3 separate regions of the Mus musculus genome follow, and all the other regions are linked to region 1. Evidence: chromatin contacts called from public HiCAR-type and capture Hi-C data. All regions are on one chromosome and are shown on one strand. The core of a region is the stretch at or near the end of the contact, and the rest is flanking DNA. Distances in the headings are between cores, read along the strand shown.

Evidence for each region. HiCAR-type assays count read pairs that join an accessible place to other places. Capture Hi-C pulls out chosen DNA fragments and counts their contacts.
Region 2: a HiCAR-type map of astrocytes shows a contact between it and region 1, with 5 times the contacts expected there. The contact joins the promoter of Fam214a here to the promoter of Pigb in region 1. A contact is called at or near these places in 1 of 484 Hi-C or Micro-C datasets (B cells), 3 of 115 datasets of contacts at active chromatin or transcription factors (astrocytes, embryonic forebrain and large pre-B cells) and 1 of 9 other capture datasets (pancreatic islet).
Region 3: a capture Hi-C map of embryonic stem cells shows a contact between it and region 1, with 4 times the contacts expected there. The contact joins the promoter of Onecut1 here to the promoter of Pigb in region 1. A contact is called at or near these places in 3 of 39 promoter capture datasets (cranial neural crest, hippocampal neurons and liver), 4 of 115 datasets of contacts at active chromatin or transcription factors (astrocytes, embryonic forebrain, embryonic stem cells and 1 more) and 1 of 9 other capture datasets (embryonic stem cells).

What each region holds. Positions count from the first base shown.
Region 1 is chr9:73,037,871-73,041,695 of GRCm38.p6, reverse strand. It overlaps Pigb (phosphatidylinositol glycan anchor biosynthesis, class B), which reads left to right and starts at 1,997. Exons shown (of 12, transcript NM_018889.3): 1 at 1,997-2,234; 2 at 2,938-3,073. The coding sequence starts at 2,105. Pigbos1 (Pigb opposite strand 1) reads right to left here and starts at 1,978. Exons shown (of 2, transcript NM_001308425.1): 1 at 1,831-1,978.
Region 2 is chr9:74,950,828-74,954,652 of GRCm38.p6, reverse strand. It overlaps Fam214a (family with sequence similarity 214, member A), which reads right to left and starts at 1,600. Exons shown (of 13, transcript NM_001113283.1): 1 at 1,375-1,600; 2 at 823-939. The coding sequence starts at 838.
Region 3 is chr9:74,859,802-74,863,626 of GRCm38.p6, reverse strand. Onecut1 (one cut domain, family member 1) reads right to left here and starts at 1,706. Exons shown (of 2, transcript NM_008262.3): 1 at 226-1,706. The coding sequence starts at 1,330. It overlaps Gm33562 (a long non-coding RNA gene), which reads left to right and starts at 491. Exons shown (of 4, transcript XR_870924.1): 1 at 491-565.

The DNA of each region.
Region 1 (3,825 bases), core at 748-3,247:
CCCAACAGTTGGGTCCAGGCAAGAGGATCAGGAACTCAAGGTTACCCTCTGGCTGCACTGCCAGTTGGCGGCCAGTCTGGATTCCATAACAGGTTCTCGGAGAACAAGTCAATAAAAACCTTAAAAAGGAACCTATAGGGAATGCAAGTTTGAGGGTGGTGTGAGACAGAGATGCATCCTCTTCTATCAGGGGATGTTCCCAGGGAGTTATTTTGTGTGTATTTGCCTGTGAGTTATTTTGTGTGTATTTGCCTGTGAGTTATTTTGCATTTGAGTGTTTGTTCTGGTTCTTTATGATAGGCAGGCTGCTCTAGATTACAATTCTGCCTTCACCACCCCAGTGTTAGGATGACAGGTGTGCGCCACTAACATGGCTGCTGGAAGTCTTCTCAGAGCGTTTAAACTGGTAATTTTCAAAATGGCAAAAGGAGGGGAAGGGATGGCTGACGGCTTTCAAGTCGTTTAATACTTTTTCTCCAAGAGGTGCCCGAAAGGACTCAGAAGTGAGTGTCTCTGTTTAAGCTTCCTCTAAAGGATGATAGAGAGAGGGGACAAGTGACCTCACTATGCCTTCTGCAGTAGCTGTAACTCTTTTAAGCAAGCTGTATGACAAAAGCGATTTTTAAGAGGCTGTAAAACTTCACTGAGCCAGGTGTGGTGGTGCAGGATTTTAATTCCAGCACCAGGTGTGGGCAGAGACTATGTGAGTCTGAGGCCTGTCTGGTCTAAAGAGCTGAGTTCCAAGCCAGCCAAGGCTACATAGTAAGAGCCTATCTCAAAAAAAGCAAAAGCAAATTATGTTGAGTTCTTTTGATATTTTAGGAGAAATCAAACGCAAATCATTTGCATGCCTTCTTTGAGAAAAATGGGGTGGGGGTGTAGAAGATTTTGCTTCTCGATCCAACAACTGAAAACAGTAGAAAGTGACAAATGAACAACACAGCACTTTCCGTGTCAACCCCCTCAGCATCTGGGTCAGAGGCTGTGAATGAAGAGAGCACAGGGAAGGAGCCACACACTTTCTGGACTCCGATATGGATCCTTAATCCAAGCCTCAGGTCACAAAAATAATCAGCAACTCCTTCCTGTACTGTAAGGAGCTTGCCCTAAATAGTTCTCAGGCATAATTTAAGCTCGCCGAGGAAAGAAAAGCATGTCTTCTCCTGGATTATACAGTTGACCACACAAAAGACAATTTATGTGTATGGGTGTTCGTCTTCATGTATGTATCTGCAATAGCACGCATGCCTGGTACCCTCGGAGACACCAGGCTAGTATATGGGTATTCTGCAAGTGCAGTCAGTGTTTTTAAGCCCTGAACCAGTTCTCCAGCCCCCACCAACTAATTTTTTAAATGCCTTGATTGCTGGTCATGATGGCCCATGCTTTTGATCCCAACATCCATAAGACAGAGGCAGGAGTTTGAGGCCAGTCTGGTCTACACAGCAAGTTCCAGGCCAGCCACGGTTATATAAGACTGTGGCCCTGTCACAAAGATAAGAGGAGACAGAGTGTGGTGGCTTAGGCATTAAATCCCAGCACTCATGAGGCAGAGACGGTAATTCTCCCGAGTTCAAGGCCAGTCTGATCTACATAGTGAGATCGACTCCAGAAAATAAAAAGTTGATTAGAAAATAGATAATTAGGGATAGAGAAATCCATTGGGGTGGTAAAAAATTGATAATAAAAATTCATTGAGTTATAACTTTTTCCTATTATTGTAAGAACCGTGATGAAACTTCCCACGCGAGGACGTGGCGTGAGGGATGAGCACCGCGGTCACCCGGGAGCTGGTCCTCAGCGATGCACTGCCTCCCTCTGCTCTGTTACCTCCGAGCGCCTCCTCGGCGGGCGCTGTGCGAGGTGTGTCAGGCGGAGTAAAGAATCCAGAATCTTTATTTTTGTCTTTTCCAGCATTGAACACTGGTCAGGGAGGTTTGCTCCTGACCCACCCGGAGACTCATCCGCTTCCGGCAGCACTTCCTGCCGCGGTAGTGCCGGAGCAGCGAAGGGACGGCGGCTCGCGGGGCCCAATCTTAGTGGCATGTGTCCGCCTACAAGAAAGTGAGGGGCGGGCACCGTGGGCTGCAGGTAGCCGGGGAGGATGGAGTCCCAGGCCGCCGACTATAACCCGGCCTCCCGCAATCTCCACGGCAGCTCGGGAGAAATGAAGCTGCGGAGGAGGAAGTCCAGGCAGTACGTGAGCGCGCAGGAGAAACGCTCTCCGCGCCGTGGTGAGTGCCGGGCTCACGGCAGAGCTCGGGGCACCTGGGACTACACAGCGTGGTGGCAATGAGCTCAGGCTCGCTGAACACAGTCTCTTCGCTGTGTTGTGCTGACTGTGCTTAGACGTGTCTCAATCCTCCTGCATCAGTCTCCCCAGTGCTGTGTGGTGATGTCACATCATCACACCTGGCATACAGATTTTCACATAAAATCTTTCCCTACCTCCAAGCACCACCACTGTTGGTAACTAAAGCGAAAATACAGGCTGCCTGCACACTGGGAAAAGCAAACTTTGGAAACAGCCGACCGACTACCTAGTCAGTAACAGTATTTTTGTGTTGGGCAAAGCAGTTTCTGAACCTTAGCATCCTCACAAGTAAAACAGGTTCAGACTCACCAGTGGTTAACAAATTGTGTGTGTGTGTGCGTTGTGTGTTCTTTAGTGGGGTTTGTATCTATTTTTTGCGGTGGGGGGAGGTGTTCGTGGGTTGTTTTCTATTCCCTACAGATTGCTAGGGAATAGAAAACACTCCATGGCCTCAGCAAGCTAGACAAGAGTTCCACCCCTGAGCTAGTGCCTCAGCTAGCTCAGTGGAGTGCTGTGGAAGGTGTTAACAGAGAGGGAGCCAGTGCACCGGGCATGTGGCATTGGGGGGTGGGGGGAACTCGCTCACTTTTATGCCACACTTACTGCTTTGATTTGCTTTCCAGGTCTTCTTGGAGAAAACACTTACCTGGTCTTGTTTACCATCGCTCTGCGAATACTTAACTGCTTCTTAGTGCAGACAAGCTTTGTTCCTGATGAATACTGGCAGTCCCTCGAAGTTGCACACCGCATGGTTTTCAGATATCCTTTATGGTTTCTTTTCCACTCTGAGTGTGTCTTCATCTTAGGAGCTCAGTTCATGATTATATCTTTTCAGTAATTCTTTGAATAATTTCAGCTCAACCAAGTATGCTGTTGTTGTGTGCTGATAGTTACCGTATGTCTCCCTTTGACACAGACTTGACAGAGAAGAAAAACACACACACACACACAAAGAAAATATAGGCATGGTATCACATGACTTTTTAATCCCACCCAGTATTTAGGAGGCAGAAGCAGGTGGATTTCTGAGTTTGAGGCCAGCCTGATCTACAGAGCTAGTTCTAGGACAGCCAGGGCTATACAGAGAAACCCTGTCTCGGAAAACAAACAAAAATCAACAAACAAACAAAACACCAACAACAAAAGAACACCAACAAATGACTTGACGCTGCCTTTGAATTAGTATATACACCTAAATGATTTGTAGCCCCCGGATATAGAGAAAGTAAAAAGCACAATCCGTCCCAGCGTTTGGGAGGCTGAAGCAGCAGGATCGGAAGTTCAAGGATAGCCTGGACTAGCTCTGTTTCAAAACAAAGCCCGGTCATTGGGATGGCTCCGCTAGTAACAGCCTGCGAACACGGCCACCATAATCCTGTCCCTGAGACTCACACAAGGGTGGATAGAGAGGCTGGCATTGCTCAGTGGTTAGAACTACTCTTAACTGCTGAGGACCAGGCTCTTCCAGAGGACCAGACAATTCCCAGCACCCACATGGAGGCTTTTAACAA
Region 2 (3,825 bases), core at 351-2,850, 1.9 Mb before region 1:
GCCCGAGGCTTTGATCACTGCACTTGGGAGTCAGAGGCAGACAGATCTGTGTGTTCAAGGTCAGTCTTGACTACAAACAGAACTCCAGGACAGCCAAGGCTACAAAGAGCCTCAGGGTTTAGATCTGAAACCTGTAGAAAATACAGATTTAGAATGAAAAGTTGGGCCCTAGTTGTCTATAACAGACTCAAGCTGGGGAACTCTGAAAACAATTGGAATTCCCTTAGAGCATAAAACTAATGAGGGGCCACAGTGGTACATTGCCTGTAATGCTGCTTTTCAGGTGAAGGCAAAAGGATCCTTAGGGACTTCTGGGCCTACCTGGGTTACATGGTAAGACCTGTGCCAGCCTAGACAACTTGACAAAACCCTATCTATAAAACAAACAACAAACAAACAAAACACACCAAAAAAACCCCAAACAAACAGCGAATGAAATGCAAATGGCTACAAATATTACTTTTTATCAAGTTCAAACTCAAGTTTCAAAAGTTGACAAACTTTTCTGAAGTTGGATTGACTTCACCTAAAAAAATTGAAGAACTGCAACTAAAAAGGATACTAAGCCTGTGGCCACTAACAAACACTTCCTTTGACCCCTTCATCCTGCTAAACACTCTCTAAGAACAGGTCCTTCCCATCTGACTTTAACCACCTACTCCATAAGTCCATCTTTTTTTTCCCCTCAGCGTCTGGTATCTTCAGAGAGACAGTTCGTCACGTCTGACACAGGAATGGTTGATCCTGCGGAAAATTAGGTTAACACCGAAGGAGACAGAGAAACAAAACACAACTCAAGCTCTACTTAAATAAATCATTTACCTCGGTCTGGCTTCATTTTGGCATCCAATTTCCACCCAAAGTGCTGTAAAACACAGGTGTGGGTTCTTCCAACCGGCACACGGCTGACTCAACGGCTTCTGCTTCGTTTTCCAAACGCTAAGAGAGCAAAATAAACATAAAAAAAAAAAAATAAGAAAGAAAAAGAAAGACGGGTCTTAATTCCCCCGGATCTTGCAAGAAAACTACTAAGTTGGGCCTCTTCCTGGTGCAGACCTGCGGTGACAGAACCCTGGGCAGGTCTGAAGGAAAGGCGAAAAAAAGCAGCTCAAGTCTGCGCACCGCCTCCCCCGGCGTCCTCGGGCCTAGCACCCCTGTTCCCCGCCCCTGGGCTCTCCAGGCCAAGGTGTCCTCCTCTGACACAGCGTCTCGGAAGCACCAGCAGGATCTATTTATGCCCTGGAGGTACAGGCACAGAGGAGGAAGAGTCGGGCCACAGGAGCTAAGGCAGCCCTCGGTCCAGTAGCCTCTGGGCACCGAGGCACCCCCGCAGGGGCTCGGGCGCAGCAGCCCCCGCAGCCCCCCGGGCCTCACCTGCGGGGGATCCCCTCTGGCTAGCCCCTCCGAGGCTTCAGTAGCCGGGTTCCAGCCGGAGCCGGTCAGCAGCAGAGTCTGGGCATGTCCTCAGCCGCGCCGACCCACGCGTGGCTCAACCCACCCGGGAACGGCTCCCATGGCCCGCCCGCTCGCCGCCCTCCGGGACCCCTCGCTCCTCCTCCCGGCACTGCTCTCTGCGGCCGCCCGGCCGCTCACATCACACTCCGTGCTCCGAGCCACGCCTCCCCGAGCGCAGCGCGCATCTACCCCGCGGCCGCCGAGACGCCGAGACGCCGAGACGCTGCGCCCGCGCATCCACCGTCCCCGCTGCCTGCCCGCCTCGCTCGCTCGCTCTTTACTCTTTCTCTCACTGTTTGCCCTGTCAAAACACTACCCTGGTCACGTGTCCCAACAACAGCCAACCCACTCTCGTCACTTCCTCCGCTGAGGCTGCGCGCGCCGGTTGTTATGGCAACGCCGCCGCGCGTCCTGGAGTTGGAGATTGGGGACCGGTCTTCCCGGATAAGGGTCTCAGAGGACCCAGGGACCCGCAGGGACTGCCTGCACCGCGCGCCTAAGCAGCCAAGGAACTGCGCTCCGGGTGCATTGGGGTCACCTGGGAGATGTCAACCTAGGGCTTACCCCAGACGGGAAGATAATTATAGTTTCTACTCCTCCACAGGGATGCTGGCCTGGCGCAAAAGAACTGGGAATCCAGCCTTAAATGCATGCAATTTCCCAATGGAATCCGTGTTTGATGTGGCCAGGACAGGAAGGTGGGGAGCCATACCTTCCAGAGAAGGGTACTTGGAAACCAAGGAAGGCCTGTTCCCACTGCACCCCTAGATTTTCTGCATCTCTAGGACTTAAGAACCCAAGCTTCAGAAGCACTGGATGAGCTAAAAATAGCTTGTAACTTCTAGAGCACTGACTCACCGCCAAGCGGACACTTCTGACACCATGTTATTGTTGGGGAGCTGTAATTTTCTTGTTGTGCTATAACAATGTGACACGATGACACGGCGTGTTCTGATGTTGTGTCATCATTTAAACACAAACAGATGTCAAGAATTGCTGTAGCTAAAAAAAGCAACAAGGGTTGCAGCTATTAGCCACTCAGTTTATAGGCAAACCCAAATGAAGAAGTACAAAATTGCAAGGGTCTAGTTTCATTGGGAAAAAAACATGCTTTTTTAAGAACCTTTTTTTTTTCTTTTTGCATATGAGAATCACAACAGGAAGGACTAAGATCATCTGTGGTCGACTCTCTCTATAGTTTTCCGTTTCTACATTTTTAGAGGGTTATTTTTTTAACCCACAGTTTTTGTAAAGCACAAGATTGGCAATTTTATTTATTGTTGTTGATGATGATGATGATAATGTAAAGATTTTATTTTTCATGTATGTGTGAGGCTTGGACTACTGATCAGTGGTAAAGTGCTTGCCTAGCATGCACAAGACCCTAAAAATAAAATAACGGTACTTATATGTATGGGTAGTTGTGTGTTTATCTGTGTACTACATGCATGCAGTTCATCTAAAAGCCAGAAGAGGGCGTCGGATCTCCTGGCACTAGAGTTGTAAGCTGGGGACAGAATACAGGTCCTCTACAAACTCTTTTCACTGCAGAGCCATCTCTCCAGCCATGGTCATTGTCATTATCATTATCATCACTTGTTTGCTTCAGATCAAATATATGAAATTTAGGTTGTGAAAAGGTGATATTTTCTAGATGATTAGACATGTACAATAAAATAAAGTATACAACTGAAGTTATTAACTTTAGCTCCAAAGCTAGTTTGAGCAAACGAATACTATAGTCACTGGGATGTTCTGGCAGTGGGAAGTAGGCCTTTGGACAATGGGAAGACTTTGTTGATATAGTGATGGCTACAAACATTAACTCCTGGTAGACTTCCCATGGGTACTATTTAATAAGGTCTTATGTGGTTTAAAAACGGGGCAAAAGTTTGATTTGTTTTGAGATCACTTCCTGGTTAACCTTGGTAATGGAAGATATACAGAACAGTCATAGATAGTCCGCAATACTTAATTTAGCACAACATCTGGAGTCAGACAACAGCTATTGTAGAATATGTAGAATGTTGTGGAATATAGATGAAGACACAACAAGAGGTGTGACCCATCACCCCCTATCCCAGGCTTATTTTGTTAGACATATAAAGAACAGAAAAAATGGGCTGACAAAATGGCTTAGGTGGTAAAATGTGCTTGCTGCCAAACCTAGAGGTCTGAGTTCAACCAACCCAGCTCTAGGCCTACATGGTGGAAGAAAAGACTGACTCCCCCAAGTTGTTCTCTGGCCTACACACACACACACACACACACACACACACCCTTCACAATAATAAATATAATTACATGCAGAAATAGAACACATTCAGAGAATACTTGTAATCCTAGCATTCTGGGGTTGAGACAGGAGGA
Region 3 (3,825 bases), core at 457-2,956, 1.8 Mb before region 1:
AAGTCGCGGAGGCCACCTTGTTCGGTCTTCGAAGCCTCCCTTAGCCCAATGCGCTGAGCCCTTGGAGAAGGAGGAGGAGGAGGTTGACTCCCTGAGCTGGCTCTTCCAGGTCTAGGGACACCTCTCTTGAAGAAAGGGGAGGCGGAGCGGGACGAAGCGCGCCCAGCCTTTCTCATTCCCTCCCACCGTCAGTCCCTTATCTCGCCCACGCGCCCAGCGCCTCACCTGCTAAGCGGAGCGCCGACATGCGCTGGAACTCCGGCTCCTGCAGCCACTTCCACATCCTCCGGAAGGTCTCCCGACCCGACTTGAGTTTGCTCCAGGGCTTGGGGTTTCGCAGCAGGTCCGAAAGGGTCCCCTGGGAACGGCAGAGCACCCTCTGCGCGAAGATGGCCTGTGGGATGCTGTAACGTTTGAGCTCGGTGGTGATACGCTGCGCCACCTCTTTGGTATTGATCTCTTCCATCTGCCCTGAATTACTTCCATTGCTGACCTGCGCGCCGGTCACCGAAGGGTTGGGCTCTCGGGCTGTGCCCAGGAGCTGTCCGTGGCCCTGGGCATTCAGGTGGGCATGAGGATGGTGCGGAGGAAGGCCGTTGATGGGTACCATGCCGGCCGAGGTGGGCGTGAGGTGCTGCTCCCCGTGGCGACCGAGCATGGCAGGGTGGTGGGCTTCAAAGCCATTTGGGGTGAGCATCTTGTCGGTGGGCATAGCCGCGCCGGGATGAGCATAGTGGGGAAGTCCTTGCTGGGAGTTGTGAATGCTGCCCAGACCGGAGCCAGAGAGGGGCGAGAGGCTCTGGCCCATGCCAGCCACGTCCTTGTGGTAGGGGGTATAGAGGTTATTCATAGAGGCCAGCCCGCGCTCATCCCGCATAAGTGTGAAACTACCGCTCACGTTGCCCGCCAGGCGCTGGTGGTGGTGTGGGTGGTGGTGGTGATGGTGGTGGTGATGATGGTGAGGGAACTTGTCGGACACGGTGGAGATGGGCGGCAGCGGCTGCAGAGGGGTTAAGGTAGTGTAGGTGGTGGGCATGCTCATACCTGGGGGAGTTTCACAGGCCATGGTCATGGTGGGGTGCAGGGGGCCAGCCAAGCTGTGCTCAGGGGCGCGGTGGTGGTGGTGGTAATCGCTGCCTCCGCTGCCGCCGTCCAGCAGGGACGCCATGCCCATGGAACGCGGGTGCGCGGGAGGCAGGTGGCTGCCGCGGTGTCCCACGGAGCTGCGCGCGTGAGGGCTGCCGCCCAGCAGGTCAGCAGGGGCGGGCACCGGCTCATGGCTCACCCCGTGCAGCTCGCCGATCGCCTCCATGGTCAGCTGTGCGTTCATCGTGATGCGGGCGAGCGGGCTGCAACATCGATGTGGCCGGGCAGAGGCGGCGAGGGGCGCAAGGAGTCCAGTCTTCACATCGGCTGCCTGCGACTGTGGCCTTTCTTCCTCTCACTGTGGGGATCTGTGTCTCTCGCTCTCTCTGTGTGTGTCTTGCCTTCTCTCTTGCTCCCACCTTCCCCTCTGTCTTTTTTTTTTCTTTTAATATTAATTTCCAAAAAGGACCCGTGCTGTTGGGAGAGCGCGGTACCCCTAGCCCACCCAGCCCGGCCCCCTCTCGCCCCTCTTCTTAGAATCCTGCTGCCCCAGGCTCCCTTGACGCGGCCCGTGCGCCTGCCGCGGCTGCTGCCTGCCTGTGCCGCCCGCCAGCTCGAGCCATGGCTCGGTTACTGTTGCAGACTGTGGCTGCGATTCCGTAGCCGCCGCCGCTGCCGCTGCCCGCCCTCACGCCCGCCGGGCGTAGCGCGCATGCGCGCTTCCAGGCCCCGCCCCCTCGGTCCCAGCGCTCCGTGACGTCCCAGCACAAATGAACCGAGGGGGTGGGGTGGGGGTGGGGGGGACAGAGCTTTCTCAGCGGCGCCGAATGGCCCGGGATCAGTGAGCACGTGCACGGGACGCGCGCAGAGTGCGACCTGGAGCCGCCTCCACAGTCCTCGGAGACTTGCTACCTCCTGGTCTTCCTCACTACCTCCCTCTCTCTTTCCATCCGGACTTTCTTGCCTGGTTTCTGTCACCGTGAGCCAGCTAGGTTTGAGAACCAGAGCCCCTGAGTCTGAGTTGCTAGTTCCCGGTACAGGTTACCGGCGGGGAGTAGAAACTATGTCATGGCCCAAAGCCCACTCGCCCATTGGGCTTTATTCCCTAGAGGATCGCTGGAGACCAACTCATTCACTGTCCTTAAATAGTTGTCCTACGGGGACTTGGGACGTGTATATACCCTGAAGGCCTAGGTCGGGACGCTGTATCCCGAACTGCCATCCATGATCCTCTCAAGTACTCCTCGAACTACCTTTCTCCATCTGAGCCCGGGGCCGAGGAGCACTCAGGAATCTGTGCTCAGTGAGGAGCACTCAGATCGAGGCCACCCCTCACTGTCCCAGACCTCAAAGAAGGTCTGTCACTTTGCTCCCAATTAAGATAGCTCTCCCACTTTGGATAACTCTGCTTGGGGGATACTGAGGGAGACAGGAGAGAGGGCCTGGTTAGCATGGAAGGGGGCGGGGGGGGGGGGACGGAGCTGGTTTTTTAGTTACTCCACAGCCTTTCTAGAAAAGAACCTAGAGGCTTGGAAGAAGTACCCCACGCAGGCAGAGTGCACGCGGCTGAGCCGAGCGGCTTGGACCGCAGGGACGCTTTCCTTTTCCTGGCGTCCCTGCAAGAAGCCTCCAGATTTGAAAATCAATTCAGCTTTGGGCATAATTGTGCCCCTGTCACAGTCACGCTCCAATCCGGAATTGAACCCGGGCCTTCAGCCTGGTGGGGACGCGTGGGGAGGCCCCCAGTGTGGGACACACACCCGGCCGCCACATGCCGCGGCTTTCTTTTATTTACAAAAGAAAGAAAGAAAAAAGTCCGTAACAAAAGGCAGAGCCTTGTCTGCTTAGGTGCTTTTATCCCTTGGAGAAAGGACAGATGTGCCCATTGTCAGGCCCTTGGCAGTTACGGCCGGGTCAGCGCCGAGTCTCAGCCTGGGGCTAGCGGTGCTCACAATAAAGATAGCCTCAGAGCGGGCTTTCAGGGCTCAGCTACTGAACAAAGTGTCTGAGGCCTGCTCTGTGCCAAACACAGAACCCACCGCCTGTGTTTCCTTGTAACGGTTTTCAGAGAGCCTAGGATTGAGTCGTGGTGGTGGGGTCTATAAGAAAATTTTGGTGTGGTCAACCCAGGGTGTGGTAACCTGAAATCTCATCAGTTAAGGTACAAACAGGCTCATCTCTTAACCCAAGTGCCTGCCTCTAACAGCACAAGGCCCACAGTCAAGGTCAGTGGGTACAGAAACACTTCCTAGAAGACTAACTCTGCTGGGTCTCAACATTAGAACAGGATCCATCCTACCCAAATAATTCCTGTGGACCCTACTTCAAGCCAGCTTGGTCATGATCATTTAGGAATCTGAACCCCCCAGGAAAAGGTCATGGGGGGATACATTGGCAAAACCAAAATAATACTAATTTAATTTATTTATCATTGCTTCAGATACACTCAAGTACAAAATATTTTCTAGAAACCAAATCTACCTTCCTTCTTTTCTTTTCTTTCTTGAACTCCTTTCCAGTAGTATAGAGTGCTTGCATCTCTTGTAAGACCAAAGGATGGGTTGAAATAATCTCAGCTCAACTGTTCCTTCCACCATATTTTAATCCCATTGAAATGATTGATCTGCCCTTATGGCCATCTCTTCTTGAACGACTGTTCCTTAAAAAGAAAGAAAGAAAGAAAGAAAGAAAGAAAGAAAGAAAGAAAGAAAGAAAGAATTAGTTCACACATCATCGGGT